Regions from separate parts of the Mus musculus genome. Here regions 2, 3 and 4 are each linked to region 1. A link is a contact called in public HiCAR-type and HiChIP or PLAC-seq data. All regions are on one chromosome and are shown on one strand. The core of a region is the stretch at or near the end of the contact, and the rest is flanking DNA. Distances in the headings are between cores, read along the strand shown.

Evidence for each region. HiCAR-type assays count read pairs that join an accessible place to other places. HiChIP or PLAC-seq counts read pairs in DNA pulled down with a chosen protein or histone mark.
Region 2: a contact with region 1 is called in a HiCAR-type map of astrocytes, with 2.2 times the contacts expected there. The contact joins the promoter of Rras2 here to the promoter of Sox6os in region 1.
Region 3: an H3K4me3 HiChIP or PLAC-seq map of embryonic limb bud shows a contact between it and region 1, with 4 times the contacts expected there. The contact joins the enhancer-like site here to the promoter of Sox6os in region 1. A contact is called at or near these places in 4 of 39 promoter capture datasets (the 3T3-L1 cell line, embryonic stem cells, hippocampal neurons and 1 more) and 2 of 115 datasets of contacts at active chromatin or transcription factors (astrocytes and embryonic limb bud).
Region 4: an H3K4me3 HiChIP or PLAC-seq map of embryonic limb bud shows a contact between it and region 1, with 14 times the contacts expected there. The contact joins the enhancer-like site here to the promoter of Sox6os in region 1. A contact is called at or near these places in 5 of 39 promoter capture datasets (3T3-L1-derived adipocytes, the C10 cell line, cranial neural crest and 2 more), 13 of 115 datasets of contacts at active chromatin or transcription factors (SST interneurons, craniofacial prominence, differentiating embryonic stem cells and 10 more) and 4 of 9 other capture datasets (adipose tissue, embryonic stem cells, liver and 1 more).

What each region holds. Positions count from the first base shown.
Region 1 is chr7:116,030,551-116,033,372 of GRCm38.p6, forward strand. Sox6os (SRY (sex determining region Y)-box 6, opposite strand) reads left to right here and starts at 1,429. Exons shown (of 2, transcript NR_152104.1): 1 at 1,429-1,617; 2 at 1,770-2,000. All of the region lies in intron 1 of Sox6 (SRY (sex determining region Y)-box 6), which reads right to left.
Region 2 is chr7:114,116,402-114,119,223 of GRCm38.p6, forward strand. Rras2 (related RAS viral (r-ras) oncogene 2) reads right to left here and starts at 1,380. Exons shown (of 6, transcript NM_025846.2): 1 at 995-1,380. The coding sequence starts at 1,102.
Region 3 is chr7:114,279,764-114,282,585 of GRCm38.p6, forward strand. No RefSeq gene overlaps it. Among named protein-coding and RNA genes, the nearest start is that of Psma1, 5.1 kb to the left of the region's middle. Within about 2 kb of position 1,353, at least 18 of the 459 cell types and tissues checked have an H3K27ac peak or open chromatin away from gene starts, as enhancers often do.
Region 4 is chr7:114,841,519-114,844,340 of GRCm38.p6, forward strand. It overlaps Insc (INSC spindle orientation adaptor protein), which reads left to right. Exons shown (of 13, transcript NM_173767.4): 10 at 605-671. Among named protein-coding and RNA genes, the nearest start is that of Gm24982, 10 kb to the left of the region's middle. Within about 2 kb of position 1,388, at least 27 of the 459 cell types and tissues checked have an H3K27ac peak or open chromatin away from gene starts, as enhancers often do. A contact at or near this core is called in embryonic limb bud, where this site is marked.

The sequences.
Region 1 (2,822 bases), core at 179-2,678:
AACCTGCCGCTGATGTTGGGTACCTTCTCCTAACCAGCACTTGCCCCTTAGCTGAAAACTACGAAAAACTGGAGAAGGAGAAAAGGCAAAAATCAAAAGCGAGATTTCATGGTCAGTCTTCCTAGCCAGGGCCTCTCCAGGCTCTCCTGGCCGGTTAGGCTTCCCTTGGGAATCCTGTAATCCAGAGCTGAACTGAGCTACTCAAGTCAGCCAAGCCCGTGCCTATGGGCCTTGGGGATGAGGTGCTGAGTACGCAGGCTAATTATACATGTGGCATTTGGGCAGCCAACTGTCCAGTTGACACCTTACCTTATGAGGAAGCGTCCTCCCCACCAACTGTTCAAAACAAAATGCCATCTCGGGATCAGCTTCGCCTGCTCTGGGCCGGTTCAGGGTTCCCTCTCCTACCGCCTCTCGCCTCTCCAACCTAACACAAGAATGTGGCCTAGGGAGGCCAGTCGCAGGCAGGCAGGCCCGCCAGGGTTGGGGGGACAGGCGGGGCGGGCCTTGCCAGGTGTCTGTCCTGTCCCCCCTCACTGTGGACCAGCTCGGGAACGTAACCACTTGACCTTTTTATTCACCGAACCCACCTTCTAGAAATAGACTGGGCGGGGCTGTGTCTGTTCTCGGACCAGGGGGAAAACCCGGACATGTGACTACAAAGGACAGAAGAGAGGAGACCCTGGTGGGCGGGGGGAAGGGGCATTCTCTCCACTGGGTTGCTGGCTGGGCGGTTCCGTGAGGGCCAAAAGCCAAGCCACTGGAGTTCACCCTGGAGCCCAGCGTCCAGGACCGAGAAGTCACCAGAACTCCCTCTCAGACATTGAAACTGGAGGTCCGGAGCCCAATCTATTGTGCCGCTGGGACAGTTTCGGACTATCTTGAGACTGAAACTTCAAGTGCGGCCCTTACAGGAGGCAACTCGCAGAAGCAGCCTAGAACAGCCCATCTTGCTAACTAGCAGCCCTGCCAGCCCAGTAAATGACTTATTTTAGACCACAAACTGGAGTCGCTGCCGATAACTGGTCATTCACACAAACAAACATTTTCAAACTTGGTCAGAGTCAGACAAGCTTAAATAAAACTCATAATACGCCGGAAACGACCACCTTTTATCTATCCGAACACACCAATTCTTTTTATCTTAAAGCTGCGCGGACCCGGAGCCAGTCTGTCCTCCGCAGAGCCCGGCCGTTCCTTTGCATTTGCAGCAGTTCAGCCCCAGCAGCCTTTGCACAAACCCGGGTCCTTCTTCGTACTGCCCTTTAAGGGAGAAAGCCGAAAGCAGCTCCCCCGGGGCAGGCGAGCCTCGCCAACACCGCCTCCCGCCCAGGGCCCAGCCGGTGCTCCGAACATCGGCCCGCAGCGGGCAGCCAGTAGCGGGCCGGGCAGAGAGCCTAGAGGGACGAAGGTTGCGGGTCAGGCTCTGAGCCGAGGGTGCCGGCTGAAGCGCAGAGGACCTGGAAGCCGAACCCGCGCGAGCCTTACGGGGCTGTCCCTCGCCCACGCCGTCAGCGGGCCAGCCTGCGCAGCAAGCGTGCTGAGCAAAAAGGACCACCGTTGGGTTGCAAACTGCCTTGGAGTTCGGTTTGTGTACTGCTGAGAGGACCATTAAAAGTAAAGTGCAATAGTGGAGGGAGCAAGGGGAACTGGAACTCGAGCGTCCCGGGAAAGTCGTGGGAAGCCCCGGTGGTGGAGGGCGAGGAGGGAGCGCGCGGCTTCTAGCCACCCGGGTTTTCTTTAATCCTCCGGGTAAATTTCACCCCTAGCGCGGAGAGCTACGAAGATCCTGGAGTCCCGCCCGCCCTAGGCCAGCGTCAACCCCACAACTAGCCAACGATCCCAGTCCGAAATGGGGGAGGTTCAGAAGCCCTGCGGGTCCTCCCGGCCCCTGAGCCACAGCCTGGCTAACACTGACGCCTCTTAGAACTGCGGCGGCGCAGTCACACGGCAAATCGACACTTTTCAAGAAAACAAAATATTCATTCTCTAACAAAACTAACTTCGCATTGAGTTTCTATTGGGGGAGAGGGGTTAACTCGGCCCTAAAGGAAGCCCGTTTTGTCCAGGTTAGATTTTGTCTACTTATGGATCAGCCGTTGGGTGAGGGTTTAATTTATGGCTTATGCATTCTTTTAAGGTCGATTTACATGACCTCCGGCTACAACTAAGATTGCCGAAGAGGGCACTCCAGTCGTCAGTCGGCCAAACCCACAATTACAACAGCCCTCCCCCACCTTCTGTGGCTCAGACTCCCCTGGCAATCTAAACTGTTCTCTCTCTCTCTCTCTCTCTCTCTCTCTCTCTCTCCCTCTCCCCCCTCTCCCCCCTCTCCCCTCTCCCCTCTTCCCCCTCTCCCCTCTCTCCCCTCTCTCCCTCTCCCCATCCTTTCCTCCTCCACCTTTCTCTTGTTTCTTCTTTTTTATGACTTTACTTTTTGATATTATGAATAACATAAAATATCACTTTGAAAGTTTCGCTAAAACTTTCTCAAAACCCAAGCAAGCATGCCGCGATGAAAGATCCAGTGTTCACAAAGCCCTCAAGATGTTGCCCTCTTGTGGGTACAAAGGGCATTGCCATCCAAGAGCCCCATCTGAACCCTAAGCTGGAGAATAGAAAGAGCGAGGGAAAGGGAGAGAGGGGAGGAAGAGGAGAGAGAGGGGAGGGGGAGGGAGAAGGAGAGAGAGAGAGAGAGAGAGAGAGAGAGAGAGAGAGAGAGAGAGAGAGAGAGAGAGAGAGAGAGAGAGAGAAACACTAACACAACACAGTAGGCACACCAACTTCTTCCATCCCACACTTGTGCGAACTTCCATGAAATA
Region 2 (2,822 bases), core at 130-2,629, 1.9 Mb before region 1:
CACACACACACACAAAAACATTTTGCTACCCGTCCTCTTTAATACAGTAAAAATACCTTTGTTACTTAGCAGGGTACCTGCGCTCTCTTCCCAACATATGCCACGCCTTTCAGGGTGACAAAAGCAAGGAGATCTGCATTTGCTTTTAAAAATCAAAAAGAAGAGAAAGGAAAATCACTCGGGCGTCTTAACCTAGAATAAAATCTAAAGACAAATTTCACCTTCCTTTTCTTTGCCACAACCCGACTTTCCTCCTCCAGCAAACAGAAAATAGGGGGGGGGGGGGAGAAGGGTGCAACACACAACTCATACTCGTCCCCTCCTAGCGGGGCTCACCCCAAACTTCACCTAAGCGCGAAGCAGGCAGGCACCGGGAATTCCAAGGAAATGGTCTCGCCCCTATCAAAGCACATTTTTAACTTCCTCGAAGCCATTATTTCCCTAGGGCACGATCAAACACTCCCACCCGGACGTACCACCAAACAGACTACTTGTAAGAGAAGCTCAAACACACACAAAGAGAAAACACTATTGGGAGCCGGCGGCGCGAAGCCGCCGCCAAGTAGCCCGGGCCAGCGCTGCCACCGAGGCAGGCGCGGGGTCCCCACTCCGGCCCTCAGGGCAGGAAGCCCGGCACCGCGGCGCGGCTGCAACCCGCGGGCTCCCGCCCTGACCGCAGTGATAAGGTGGAACTGCGCTTCCCACCCGGCCAGCTCCGCCCTCCGGGCCACATTCCTGAGAAGCCCGACTCCCCGGACGCCGCGCCGGGCGCCTGGCGGGCAGTAGCGCGGCGCCGTGGCCGCAGGGCAGGAGCGCAGCGCCGACTCCTCACTGTTCCTGCCCTCGCAGCCGCGCGCCCTGGCCCCGCGCAAACCGCACCCGCGCGCACCGCACGCGCCGGAGCCCCGCACCCGCGCGCCCCGGGCGGGGTCGCCGCGGCCACAGGTAGCGCCACCCCGCCGCCGCCGCCACCCCGCAGGCCGTCTCCAGGCACCTGGATGAACTGGATGGTGAGCGCCGACTTGCCCACGCCGCCACCGCCGACCACCACGAGCCGGTACTTCTCCTGGCCGGAGCCGTCGCGCCAGCCGGCCGCGGCCATCGGGACGCCCCGAGCCCAGCCCGGCCGCCGCGCGCCCTAGGCCCGGCTCCGGGGACGAGTGCGGCCGGCTGGGTTACAGGCGGTAGAGCGCGCGGGGTCCGTGAGTGGCCTGGAGGGCCGCGGAGCGCTATCCCTCGGACCGGCTGGGAGTTGCCCGAGACGCTGGAGAGCCGGGAAGGCTCCAGGGCAGAGGACGCAGCGGCCAGGGAGCGCGCTCTTCTTCGCGGATCTGCAGCGCAGCCGAACGCAGCCTTCGGCACCGCTACAAATGGCCGTCTGGGGGCCGGGCCGCTGGGCTGGGGTACTACATATGCATGAGGGGGCGGGGCTAGGCCGCGCCCGCCCAGGCGGAGACTCTGGAGCGCCCTAGGCAGCAGACCCTGCAGACCTGCCCTCAGAGCACCGGGAGGAGAAGGAAGAAACCGGGAAGATGGACGGCGGTGACAGTGATTGCATAAATCAGGGATCGTGTTCATGAAAGAAACAGCCTGTGATGGCGTGGATGAAAAATAGAACTGTTGTCATATTCACTCAACTCCATACCCTGTTTTCGGAATGCAGATGGTGACTGTATTTGTTTAAAAAAAAAAAAAGTATAAGGCAGCGATTGAAGAAAATGAGACCTGTAGCGGTACCTGAACATATGATAGTCTAGTGACAGTGAGAGAGTGGGTAGTGATTGAGCTTGCACGGGGCCACAGTGCATGTGGACAGATCTGGGGCGTAACATCTTTGTTCCTATGTCTATGTGTGAAAAAATGTGTGATAATTGTGTATGAGGGTCGTGAGAAATTTGCAGGTTGGTGACATGTTTTTTAGGAGGAGCGTGTTCCTTGCTAGCACAGCTTCTACGAACATGATCAGGCCCTTGCCCTTAGAGTCCAGAGGAGGAGGCAGCCGGGACAATAGGCACCTTGTGAGACATAATTGTAAGAACAACAGCTGCTCAGCACTGAGGTCCAAGGTGCACTTACCCCAGAGCTGGCTAGTCAGAGAAGGTTTTCCCAAAGACCCGAGGAATAATCTTGTAAACAGATGAGTGAATGGGAGAAAAGTATTCCAGGGAAAGAAAACCAAGCTGAGCCGTGTGTGGTAACCCACGCCTTTAGTTCCAGTATTCTGGAAGCTCAAAGAGTTCAAGGCCAGCCTGACCTACATAGTGAGTTCCAGGCCAGGGCTGGAAGAGTGAGACCTAGTCTGAAAAGATAGGAAGAATGAAAGAGAGAAAAGAAAACCATGATATGCAGAAGCCAGAGATGGCAAAAGGACACATTCTGTTGTGTGGTTTTGAACGTTCTCGGGGGAGTTTACAAGCTTGCAGATATAAATAGAAACTCACTGTGTGTGACTTGGATGTGGTAGGGATATCTCTATAGAGGCCACGTAAGATGGAGGCTGTGGTCTTCTCAGAGGGTACACTGGTTCAAATCCTGCCTGCTTTGCTAATGGCATAGCGATGGGAACTTAAGCTCTGTGCCTCAGCTTCCAAATAAGCTCTCAAATAAGGGCCCGAGCCAGTGGATGGCGCACCCGCAAGCCTACCGACCTGATCTTTGGGACCCACAGGCAGGGAGAAAAGCAACCCCCAACACTTGTTCTCTGCCCTCCACAGTTCCTTCACTGCCGAGCAGACATCCCACCCAAACACATATATACACAAAGAAACGCAGTGCTTAATACAGTGTGGGCTAAGCATGGTGGTTTTACAATATGCCCTCCA
Region 3 (2,822 bases), core at 103-2,602, 1.8 Mb before region 1:
TCTAAATAAAAGCAAAGTTGAATTTTTTTTTTTCGTGAGGACTTGCAAATGTCTGTGGTGATCTGTATATGCTGAAGAAATGAGACAGAGCTGGTGCCACATACAAGTGAGTTTGTTCCCTCTGCATGGTGGAAACAAACCCAGTGTGGACTTCTTCCCTGCTTTCGAATGAACTATCTTAGAAATCTCATGACATTTTTGGTCTATCAAGTTAAAAAAAAAAAAAGCCAACAAATTGACTGAGGCTAACTAGTCCATTACTAATGTGAGACCAGTAATTAACACATTCATCATGGTGATAAAATATTAAAGGAGATGCTTCTTGGCTTCCCTAGCTTGAACAAATGGGTGATTATGTCCCTACCTGCGTATTCCCCTGTGCACTCTGTCCAGGCCAACTAGGCTGTCTTCAAAGGTGAAACAGGAAGGGAGACGGTTTAATGTCAGCTGCTTCAGTTCTGTGACTAAAGGTTGATTCCTGAGCTAGTGATGTTAACTTAACCCTGGTTACCGCTCGGGTTTTACAGAGACCCCCTTTGCTTCAGTGAGAACACACTGGTAACCTTGCACACATGGGTAAACGTACCTTCAGGCTATCAGCTCATCGCTAGGGACTTCAGGTCCGTGGCCATCTTCTTTGTATGGAATATTTTTGTCCTTTGATGTGGTCCTGTTTTTTTTGAAACAGGGTTTCTCTGTGTAGCCCTGGCTGTCCTGGAACTCCCTCTGTAGACCAGGCTGGCCTCGAACTCAGAAATCCGCCTGCCTCTGCCTCCCGAGTGCTGGGATTAAAGGTGTGCGCCACCACGCCTGCCTGATGTGGTCCTTTTCAATAGCACATTATGATCCAAAGAAACACTCTCAGAGGAATACTTTGCCTCAGATCTCAGTAACCATGGACTTTGACCAAACCCCAGACTCATTTTTCAGTGTATCAGCAAAATCCCCCCTAGCTCTTTGGCTCTGTGAAGGCCCAGAGTTTTGTCCATTCTGTTCACCATTTTTTGTTTGTTTGTTTGTTTTTTGTTTTGCTGTGTTTTTGTTTTTGTATTCCTAGAGTAGTGACTGTACATGAGAAAAGTATGTGAGCACTGGGTATATAAATCCCTCAGTGTAAGCCTGGCACCAGTCCACTGTGGCCTCTGACCCAATGGTTATATAGCAAAATTACACTAAATCCTTGAAGTTTCTTTCCCTAGGAATAGCTGAGGAAAAAGCTGTTGACTCACAACAATCCAAAAAAATTGCTCTAAAACCCTTCTAAACTAAATTTCCTCCCTAGCTTAGGAGTGAGTAGAAGATAGTCAGGAATTGCAAAAGACTTCGTCTCCACCCATTCCCCCGTTACTGAGAATTTCTGCTTTTGGTGGTTTTCCATTTTATGGTGGAATAGTTGGCATTTGACTTCCTTGGATCCTCAGCCAAACTCGAGGCAGACTCCCATCTTACCACTCACATTCTTAACCTCACTTGTTTACAGATTGTCCCTTTCTATCAAACCTTCACCCCTGAGAGACAAGAACTAGACCGTGCATATGCATATACATGGCACGTGTCACACAAACTCGGTGCCCAGTGAAATGTAACTGGCAAGACAGGACAGCCAGGGCTACACAGAGAAACCCTGTTTCAGCACGTGAAGGGACAGCTTAAGTTTGCTCCTTAGGACTTACATGGTGGAAAGAGAACTGGCTCCTGCGGTGTCTATAAAGTCCACATGCATATATACATATGCACACAAATGATAAAGGAAGAAAGTCAGACAGACTTAGCTGGTATCCCCAGACAGGTCCTGTGGCTCCCTTTTGCTTCCCACAGCCCTAACAGTAAATACAGGTTTTGGCTGATGATGTCTTTAGCCAGGAGCTAAAAAATTGATCAACAAAAATGTTGTAGGGTAACCAATCCAGCAAAGCAGTATTCCTTTAAAGCCATTAGTAAGCGAGGCCAGACTTTTAGGGTAAAGGTAATTTCTAGGGCCTGAAGAGATGGCTAAGGTACTTGCTGCTCTTACAGAGGTCTTGCTTGGGTTTGTTCAGTTCCTAGTACCCAACAGCCTGTAAGTTAAGTTTCAGGGAATCCAGTGCCCTCTACTGGCCTCCACAGGCATCTCAACCAATGAGTATAACCCTGGATCCACATACAACAGTGTTTTAAATTTCCATCAGGGGGCAGGAGACATGATTCTCTTTCTCGTGTGAAAAAAAAAATCTGTCAAAATGGAGTTTATGTTATACTTCTAGAACTATTTTCACATTTGGAGTTTGGAATGTCAGACATCCGGGTGCACATATGAAATAAGTGGGGGCAGCTGTGTGGAGGTCTAAGCTGGTGCGTGAGTTAACTTTTCTGGTTCCTGCAACAAACTACCCGGCAAAAGCAACTTAAGGAAGGAAGGATTTCTTTTGGCTCACAGTTGGAGGGTGCAGTCCACTGTGGCTGGAAACTTGAGGCTGCTGGACACTGGGTACTCACAGCCAAGAAGCAAAGAAGGTGGGTATTTGTGTTCACCTATTAACCATCACAGCTGGGAACCCTAAAGTGGGGGGTAATTTTCATAGACTAGAGTGAGAATAGAAAAGAGTTATAAGACCTGTATGCTGGAGTTCTCCAAAATTATGGTTGATTATGGTAGATCTAAGTTTGTATTTGAGTTTAGCTACTTCTAAGCTTTGAGGCCTTTTATAACTTCTCTGGCCTCCCTGAGCCTTCAGTGTGTATTGCTGAATCCTGTTAAATGAAGATAGTCTGTGGAGATCGAAGCTCAGTGCTAGAATGTGTATCTAGCTTGAGCAAGTCTGAAAAGCTGACCCCCAACATTG
Region 4 (2,822 bases), core at 138-2,637, 1.2 Mb before region 1:
CAGTAACTGAGGGTGGATGTCCATGGAATGTTAGTGTTCTATCATTAATGACAGTGTCACTGTGAGGGTTAATGGCGATCTGTAAGTAAGGATGGTAGACTAGAGGTTTCTAAAGTGTAGCTAAACTGAACTTTCTCATCAGCTTGCCTTCTGGCTGGAGCTCAGCCTTAATTCATTTCAGGTAGAAGGTCATTGTCAAGAAAGGAAATTGACATGGGGGAACCCAATCAAAGATCAAAGAATCAGGAGACAAAGCCAGAACAGAAGAGAGAAAGGGGTCTAGAATCGTAGGGGTGAGGCTGAGGGTCTCTGAATTCAAACAACTGGATCTTAACTTCATTCGTTGTGAGTCTGCTTTTTACTGGAACCCCAGATGATTACCCTAGAGCCACCCACTGACTAGTGGGCATCACTGGGGCTTACATCTGGGTGGCAGCAGCCCATGATGTAAGGTAATAGAAGACAATACCATGGAAGGGCTAGGCAGATGTATAGTAAGGATCCAGGCTGACAGAAGCTCTGCAGTCCCCATATAACCTACCCACAGAGAGTGTCATGGGGACCATGCGTGTTTGTTTTATAATTTCTCAATTCTGTTTTCCAGATTGTGACCATCTTGGCAAACATGTCTGTGCTGGAGCAGTGTGGCTCTGACATCATTCAGGAGAACGGTATGTCTGGGAACGCTGCATGGATTATCAGGGTATATGCCTGTGGGCTTGTATAAATCCCATGTGTACATATATAAGTGCACATATGTTTATATGTCTGTATGAGCATACACACACACACACACACACACACACACAGAGAGAGAGAGAGAGAGAGAGAGAGAGAGAGAGAGAGATTGAGAATTTTGTGTATAACCTGGTCAAAAGTGAAACGCTTATTTGCCTTCACAGGCTTAAATTCTAGTGGGAGATATAAAACATAGAAGACAATGCCAGGTAGGGATAGTGGTCTGGGGACAATAAAGCAGCGAGGGAGGTAAGGTTGTCCCAAAGTGGGGTAACACTGCTATTTAACTGCCTTATTGCCTTTGGCCTCCATGGAAAGCTAACGTGTGGGAAGGAGGTAGGGGGAGGGGGAGGGGGAGGGAAGGACAGCCGCCTCTACCCCTCTCCCAGAGGACCTTACTTCCAACTGGCCTTCTCTGTTCCACCTTGTGTGTTCCTGGTCAAGGGGAGGTGGAGCTGGGCTTGTCAGCCTGAAGGCTGTTGTAAGCAGTCTCTGTCAAAAGACAAGGTGGCTGCCTTGCAGCTGGGAACAGAGCTAGGCTGGCCAGGGCTTCCTGTGATGGAGGAATAAGGGAGCAATTAGCAAGCAGTCGGAGGCCAGAGGCACTAATGAGAGAGTGAGCTGGGAGGCTGGGTACCTCTGCTCTCCTGAAAGTCCCTTCCCCCAGGCTGCCCTGCTGTCTTAACAAACATACACTTCCCCGGTCCCCAAGACTAATTGAAACACACCATTTTGTGTTAATTTCATGTGATTGAGCTAATAATGAGAAACTGTGCTGAGCCAGCTGAGGCCAAGAGGAGAGGCTGCGTGGTGTCACTTGTACTCTCCTTAGGCACTTGGAGTCTTGGCTCAAGTGGCCAGTGACAGCAGGCTGCCACTTGCCTGAGCCTTTGAGCTTGGGATAGCTGCCATCTGGAGAGTGCTTTGTGGCTTACAAAGTACTGTTGACTAACTCAGTGAGTCCACAGGGGCAGAAACCTACTGTGTGCCTGGCATTGTGCTGGACATTGAGGACGTGGAGTTTAATGAAGCCCCACATTTCTCCTAAAGGCTTTCCCTGACCAAAAGGAGGGCCTGCCTGGACTGAAGTGTTGATGTATAAGATAGGCCATCTAAAACAGTACAGTCACCGAGTGAGGATGGAGGGTAGCAGAGTGTTAACTCTGGAGCCACACCTGGTGGGCACAAATCCTGGCTCTGTTATCTACAAACAGTATGGGCTCTCTCTCTTCCCTCTAAAAAGTGGGAATAGCAATGTTTGCTCACAGGAGTGTGTGAGGATGGCCATGAAGAGTGGTGTCAGGAGAGTGTCTATACCCAGGATGAGCCCTGCACCAGGTTTACCTTTTCTTTTAGGAAACAGTGTGAGCCTCCCAGGATTTCATGCAGAGAGTTTGAGGAAGGCAGGAATTGAGGAATCCGAATGATAGTGATGTACTCAGAGGCCACTAGAAGCCAGGAGACTCCAGGTCTCTAGAAGGGGAAACCCTGTTAGATAGTCTGACTTTGAACACCCATTACTAAGTCACAGGTGGTAAACATAGATGCCTGCAGGATCCAGGCACATAATGAAAATGGACAAAGTGGACAAGTATTCGGTCAATCTCATTAATAATAGTAAATTTAAGACAGGTGTGTAGGCATGTGCTTATAATCTCAGAATTCAGTAGGAGGGTTTTGAGTTCCAGGCCAACCTCAGCTACATAGTCAGCTCCAAGGGAGCCTGAGATACCCAGCACACCCCTATCATAATACAAAACAAAATCAGAAACAAACAACAACAATAAGCTTCTGGCCATATAGAGATATATGTGGGGTCACTACTGCCAATTCAGCAGGTAAATGTTACAAACCAGAAGTCTAGATTATTATGGAAATCAACAGCTCACAGACAACATAATTCTTGAAGCAACACTGTGAAGTAAACCTATCTTTAGATCACGTTTAGTTGAAGTTCTCAGCCAGCTGGTTGGGACTAGGATGCTGGGGGTGGGGGCAGCTCACACAGAAGACAGGCTTCCGCTGAAAACCTGTACAATGGAAGATATTTGAAGAGGGAAAGGGGCGTTCCCCACAGAAAGAGT